Regions from separate parts of the Mus musculus genome. Here region 2 is linked to region 1. The links are chromatin contacts, called in public Hi-C maps. All regions are on one chromosome and are shown on one strand. Each heading gives the region's core, a stretch centred on a gene start, on an enhancer-like site or on the middle of the called end of the contact. The rest is flanking DNA. Distances are from core to core; before and after follow the strand shown. Region 1 overlaps Slc16a7 (solute carrier family 16 (monocarboxylic acid transporters), member 7). Region 2 has its middle 38 kb from the start of Slc16a7.

What was found. A called contact is a pair of places that touch in the nucleus more often than the background predicts.
Region 2: a contact with region 1 is called in a Hi-C map of liver, with 2.0 times the contacts expected there. The contact joins two enhancer-like sites. A contact is called at or near these places in 3 of 484 Hi-C or Micro-C datasets (liver, nephron progenitors and uterus) and 1 of 9 other capture datasets (liver).

The regions. Positions count from the first base shown.
Region 1 is chr10:125,268,976-125,272,158 of GRCm38.p6, reverse strand. The region is part of intron 3 of Slc16a7 (solute carrier family 16 (monocarboxylic acid transporters), member 7); the gene reads left to right. Among named protein-coding and RNA genes, the nearest start is that of Slc16a7, 38 kb to the left of the region's middle. Within about 2 kb of position 1,643, at least 22 of the 459 cell types and tissues checked have an H3K27ac peak or open chromatin away from gene starts, as enhancers often do. A contact at or near this core is called in liver, where this site is marked.
Region 2 is chr10:125,345,200-125,348,785 of GRCm38.p6, reverse strand. It overlaps a transcript of Slc16a7 not described here. Among named protein-coding and RNA genes, the nearest start is that of Slc16a7, 38 kb to the right of the region's middle. Within about 2 kb of position 2,270, at least 4 of the 459 cell types and tissues checked have an H3K27ac peak or open chromatin away from gene starts, as enhancers often do. A contact at or near this core is called in liver, where this site is marked.

The DNA of each region.
Region 1 (3,183 bases), core at 394-2,893:
CTTGACTAAGCACAGCCTTTTGTGCTTTCATAACCGTTATATAAGAGGAAATGAATCGTCTCCGTGTAAACAGATCATCTTTGTTAATATGCATCTCAAATCAAAGTAATTTGTCACTTAAAACTGGATTTTAAAAGTAGGCAGCGGAATGCAGATTGACAGTTCAGGAAAAGTTACACCCAGCATTCAAATAGCCCCGTGAGGACCATTGAGAGTTTACTGGGTTTGACACCTGCGTGAAGCCATCCAGTTGTCTAAAGTAAAAGGAGCTATAGGAGGGAGACCATCCTTTCAAAGTATAGAAAAGCACTTTCGTTCAGATGGCACTAAGCTGCTATTTCTGCAAATGGTTGTTCAGTTCTGCTTGGAGTCTCACTATGACCTTGCTACTTACTGGGAATCTTGGCTTGCAATTTCAAAACAGGAGCCCGTCAGTCAGTGCTTCAGGAAATCCTGCTGGCCTTCCCTTTCACTTCCTGCTGCCACACTTTCTCACTCCTGTCAGAGTTTGTGCAATCCCTAGTGCTAAAGGCAACAGCAACCCCTGGTAGCTTGTGTAAGTGCGCTGCCATCAGCACCGCCTTCCCACGCTGAGCACTTACCCCTCTCTAATGCTCTTTCACAGAGAGTCCCATGTCTGATATCAAAGTAAAAGTAGCCAAGAAGCAGAGTGCTGAAAATGGTGAACTGCTGGAGTTTCAAAGTTTCCTCCCAGTAATACACTATCTCAACGCATTGTAAATATCAGGAGCGGTGTTGTGATATGGGCATACATTAAATGCAGCTGCACCTGAATACGCATAAAACAAAGCAATATAGTAATAGAGTCATCACATTAATGGTTAAGGACATTCAGGTAGGCAGTCACACCATCTGAGCAAAACCCATGTATTTTTTTTCTTTTTCTAACTAATTTTGAGAGATAGTTAGATCCCAACTGGCATTAGTAAAGCCAGCATCTCTCTCCTGAAATATACTTATTTTCCACGTTGGAGTTGTCTCATTCTATTCTATCTCACTAAATTATGATTTTCTTAGTCACTTCAAAGAAGTTTCGGGCTCTTACACTGCTTTGACAGCTATTGTACAACAGTGTGTATTCACCCAACATTTCCACACGTGTGCAAAGGATCAATAGTCCCTATGTTCTTTAACATATTAAATGTCTTCAAGAATGAGTCCAGTGGACAACATCCTCACTGGCACTCTCCGAATTGATTAGTTCTTCATGTTAAGTTGTGATCCATCCCCCTACTATTCTAAATCTATACATTGTATTCATATATATATTCAACTTAGGAATCAAAACAGACTGCACTAAGACTTTCACCTTTCTGCAAGCTAAGTAGCAGAAAACAGTGAGACATTCCATTTGTAGACATGTTAACTGTGTAACATCCGTCCTCAGGCTTTGATCCTGTGGCGTTTGAAATAGCCGATGAGTATGAGAAGGTCAGAGTCATTCTTCTCTAAAAAGCAAAACTGAACTTCGAAAGGTTAAAAGACTGGCAGAGATCACAGGACCCGCTGTAGAAAAGCTAGCCTGGCAACCTTGCTTGTCATTGCTTCTAAGTGTGGGGGTAGAAGGAGAGAGTTCTGGATAAATGTGTAATGTTTGCTTTTCCCCATCATGGAGTTCACGGTGTTCTGAAGCGCTGTGGATCAGAAGTACACAGACTGAACTCTAATCTTTATTTCTTTGTGTGGTGACCATGTGATTCTTAGGCAAGCAAGCACAACTGTCAGAACCCGACTCCTTCGTCTGAAAAATGTTTACTCATGTCACTCTTGGCTCCTTCATGAAAAGTCATATGACCCACACCACAAAGGGAAAGTACTCTGGAAATGGCTGAGTGCTTTTATAAAATATAAGCAAGCATTGTTTCATGCTACCATAGCATTTCAGAGCACGAAATTATCCAGAAGAAAAAGTTAGAGGTGAAACCTAAACTCTACCAGTAAGAGGTACGTGATTGCAGCCAAGTCGTGAACTCAGAATCAGTTTTGTTCATTATAAAGCAGGGAATTAAGTGGTATTTATATCAGCAAAAATGTTGGGATGCCATGTACTACAGGCTGTGTGAAGAAATAGAAAATGAAAAGAAGGAAGGAAGTCTTCAAACACTATAAGTGGGTTCTAATAGTACAAACAGAGAGAGAGGGAAGAGGGGGGAGAGGAGAGAACAAGGAGAAGAAGAGAGAGGAAGAGAAGGAGGAGGAGAAGGAGGAGGAAGAAGAAGGAAGAGAAGGAAGGAAGGAAGAAGATGAAGAAAGAAAAGAGAGTCCTCTTTATCCTGTAATGTACTTAACATATTTTATGTCTGTGTTGTGAAATGTAATTTTTCCTGAATCTCCATGAGAAGTTTTTAAATTAATGAACCCAAAACAAGCACAAGAAGGCAAAGGACAGAGGACGGCCCTGCATGACCAAGAAGGCAAAGAACAGAGGACGGCCCTGCATGACCAAAACCTTACTTCTGATTCTGGACTGGGGAATCCTGTCTTAGATATTAAACTCTACCCTGAGTTTGATTCCTTTCTTTGTTCATTCATTAATTTTTCTGAAACCTTTGGATGCTTGCTTTTCTACCACTGTATCAGGGCCTTCAGAAGAGCTGAGGTAACATTTCTTATTGACCTTTATGGACAACTGATCGCCTCGCTCACTCTATTAAATCAATTTTGTGCCTGAACTAGATACAGTTAGCCTTTAGACTTAGCCACTCCAGGCTCTGTACCCTCCTCTTGCCAATACCAATTTTACAAATGGGGGTGTATTATTGTGTAAGAGTGAACATAAAAGGTGACTTTTACAATACCACAAAAACAAAAGGTTATTCATGTATGAACAAATATTCCGTAGTTGCCAACCCAAGAAAGACTCAACATGGGTTCTGACAGGTGTTCAGACATACTTAAATGGTAGACATGTTCCCTCAGTGTATTACTGTTTTTGTTTATCTGAATTCAAGTCTGACTTTCTGGATGTAGAGGTAATGAACAGAATATCAGAGGCTCAATTAGAGCCAGAAATATACCTAAACTTTCTTAAAGATACCTGGCATTGTAGACTTGCTAACTTATATCATTCACAAGTCCTCTTTTTTTTTGTAGCTAAACCTTATTCCCATATGTCAAGAATCCAATGGTGAAAACAGAATAATCCATGTTTCATGATGTTTA
Region 2 (3,586 bases), core at 1,021-3,520, 76 kb before region 1:
AGATAGCCTTTCACAGTCTTTGTATAAGTTCTAGCATGCTTCCGAAGGCGTGTGCCACCACGCCCGGCGCCTTACTGCATTCATGTTTGTGACTCTGTCCCCCTGAAACAGTACCTGGTATATAGTCAAGCCACAGCAAATATCTATTGGGTGAATATTTGAAAAAATATAATGGATTAAAACCAAGTGTGATTCTTTGTTCAGAGGGCAGGGGTAGCCCAGGAGAGAAATCACAGCTCAAGGGTGACTCCTTGAACAAGTGCAAAGTTGCTGAGTCCGGGAGTATCTGAAAGGGAGCTGAGGAAAAACATGGAGTGTGCTTCAGAGAACTGGCACATCAGTGAATTAGGGCTGTGGTTACAGGGATCGAATCAGACAGCTCCCAGCATGCTTTGAATGATGTGGACACAATGGGCACAGTAAAGGATGCCAGAATTTAATTGAAAGGAATTTGTGGTGAGAGCTGGTAATAATTGGAAAAATAGGCACGAAGAAGTTAAGAGATTTATTTAGCTATTGTGAATTATTGATGAGTCATCAGTGCCCATATATGTTCAAAATAGGTTTGCATTGTCAAGTTTTCAATGGATAACATAGATTAATATAATTCACTAGAATGTGACATACATATAAATGAGTGATGTTGCCTCTCTTCTGTAGATCCTGCTCCCTGCCATAGGCCATGCTGCATGCTCTTGTGTGCAATACCTTTATTTATAGCAATGTAATTATTCACATCATACAGATGAGGAAACAGAGGGCTAGAAAGTTCAATCTACCTTTTTTTTTTTTTGTCAAAGAACTTTAAATATCAAACCTGGCATTAAATTTATTCTAATTGAATAGGAAACCTGAGCTTCACTGTACCATGACTCTGAGTCTCTATGAGTGCGTGCTAGTTTTCTGCTGGAGGTTAAAATTATTTAAATATGTGTCAACTTATTTCTGTTTACGCCCTTTGTTCCTTTTTCACCATTGAAATTCTGGACACTGTGAGAGGTATTATGGCTATAACATATCCATGTGACTCGTGTGTGTGTGTGTGTGTGTGTGTGTGTGTGTGTGTGCACATGTGTGAGTGTGTGTATGTCTATGGATATGTTTGTGTATGTATGTGTTTATACATATGTATGTGTGTATATGCATGTGTACATGTATGTGTGCATGTGTGTGTACTGAAAAATATGGAATTAGAGATATAGATAGTCATGTATTAACAATGTTAGTGAGTGCTTTAAGGAAAACAGTAGCATCATTCCTTAAGTAGATTACAGAGAAACATTCTCAGGTGCTTTCTTCACTGTGGCTAAGAGTAATTAGATTTACAATGTAACTTACTGTAACCTAAGAGGATGCTTAAAATAGCTTTAGCGAAGTGGTACTGCACAAGTGTAATCAAGCCCAGAAATTCGAACGCATCAGCCTCTCGACAGCCTTTTCACTGTGCAGATGGGTTTGTGGTGAAATTTAGAATTGTTAGAGAAAAGTGTGACATCAAAACAGTCTTTGAAAGCTGAATAAATGTCATAGCTACTCCAGCGAGAGATGCAGACAGTGCAGTTATCAAGATGACCTACATCAGCTCTCAAAGAAGGATGAATATCCACAGTGATGACGCCTCTACTACCTTTTAGAGAGCAACATGCCTCCCAATTCAATTCATGAAGGGATATTATGCTGAAAATATGAGTAGAGCATTACCTAAGTAGGAATACTGACCTTCGGATATTGATATTTGACATAAAATTTTTACTAAGATAGGAAAATATTTCTTTTAAGACAAACAAAAACTGCACACACACACCAAAGAAAACAGCAAAATGTGAATTTTTATCAGTTTTTAACACCGAGAAACTGGCCTTTTAAGGCTTGTTTTATAATATAAATACCTAGTTTTTAAGAAATATTGGGACTGTAGAAGACACAATGGCCTGTTTGTGTGATGCTTATCTACTTTCACCTAGATACATGCCAGGCGTAGTTTGACTTTTTGACTCCTTTCTTGTCTAAAATATCTTCATAGGCAACAGAACCCAGCAATTTCCCAACAGGTAGATATACTTATGGTCAATGGTGAACTTCAAAAGCCTGAGACTGAGTTTCTGGGCCATCATGGAACAGCTAATATGCTTTCATAGCGTGTAAATATGTGTGAAAGGAAAGGAAAGGAAAGGAAGAATTAAAGCCAACGTCCTTTATGGACTCTGTCAGGCATGCTCAACCTTTAACCCTGGGAGTCAACAGTACCATTTGAGTTCACATTTGAGAACTTTGTAGTTGAGCTACAAAAGATAAGAAATTATGTAAAACCTCATAGCATTTAGAGCCAGTTCAGGCGGCTGTGTTTGATCACATTCACAGCTGGGGTATTTGCAACTTTAGCGTGAGGCTTCCCTCTCATTGCCTTCCCTGCAAAGTTCTTATCCGCTGAGTAAGTCTCCCAATCCTCCTTTTAAAAGCCACTCTGGAGTGCCATGCTCATAGGAGGGAAACTTCAAACTTTGCTTTAAGGAATAGATAGGAGCCCACTTACTTGAAAAAAAATGGACATTTATTGTCTCTTTTAAATTGGACCTCACACACTAAGATGGAGAAGACTCAAAGCTGTGAGATAACATGAAAGAGGTGTGGGGTGAAATTAGGGCATTTAGTAGAAGCAAAGCGATGCTGTCTCCATGATCCTTTGTTTCCTGCTTTGGTATTTGTGATTAGTAGAGTGGGGGTGAGTCGGTGACAAAGATAAAATGATGGAGTGGCTTTAGAACGGTAGCATGGTGGAGGTAGAATCAGCTTTGCTGGTACTAGTAAAGGGAGGGCATCTGAAGACCTTGAGGGAGGGACCAGGGCAAAAATGACATCCAACACAGACAGTAGAAAGCCAGAGGATTATGCCCAGCTATGAGAAACTACAGAGTCTGGTGATGGAAAGAGTTCCAGGAAGCTGCCAGGACTTTAAAGAACAAGGCTCTCAGATATCTCATGTCCAAGGGCTGAAACAGTGCCCACTGGAAGCTTAACATTTATACCGTGGAGCTGAGTGGTCCAAGAGTCTGTCAGCATGCAAGGTCTATTTAAGAGTTGTGAAACAAGCAGCCACTGCCTGCTCTTGGTTGCTGGGACCTGCTGCAGCTCCTCACTACTGCTAGAAACCTGGAATTGCAATGCCTTCTACATGCTAGGACTGCCCATGGTTCAAGCCCAGTCTGGGAGCTCCCAATATAAGTGTCATGAACCATTAGTCTCTGGCTTTTAAAATCTAGAGCAAAGGGGTTCCTAACTCATAGATTAGAACTTTGAGCTTGTGACTCTACAAGTCCTGTGCTTAGACCTTGGGCATTGTAAGCCTGGGATTGCTGGCAGTTCCTACATATCCACTATTCCTATTTAGACAGAGCAAAAGGACCTTGTGTTCAATTGGTTGGCACCAAAATTGGAATTATGCTGAGTTTTCTGTTAAATTCCTGAATGTGTGGAGAAGAGAAGGCAAGAGACTGGGAGTTGGCTATTAATTTGGAAGAAGTGTCAAGGACCTAGCCAATATCAAGGAGATCCTAGAATGAGATTGATAGAAGAGACATTAAAGACT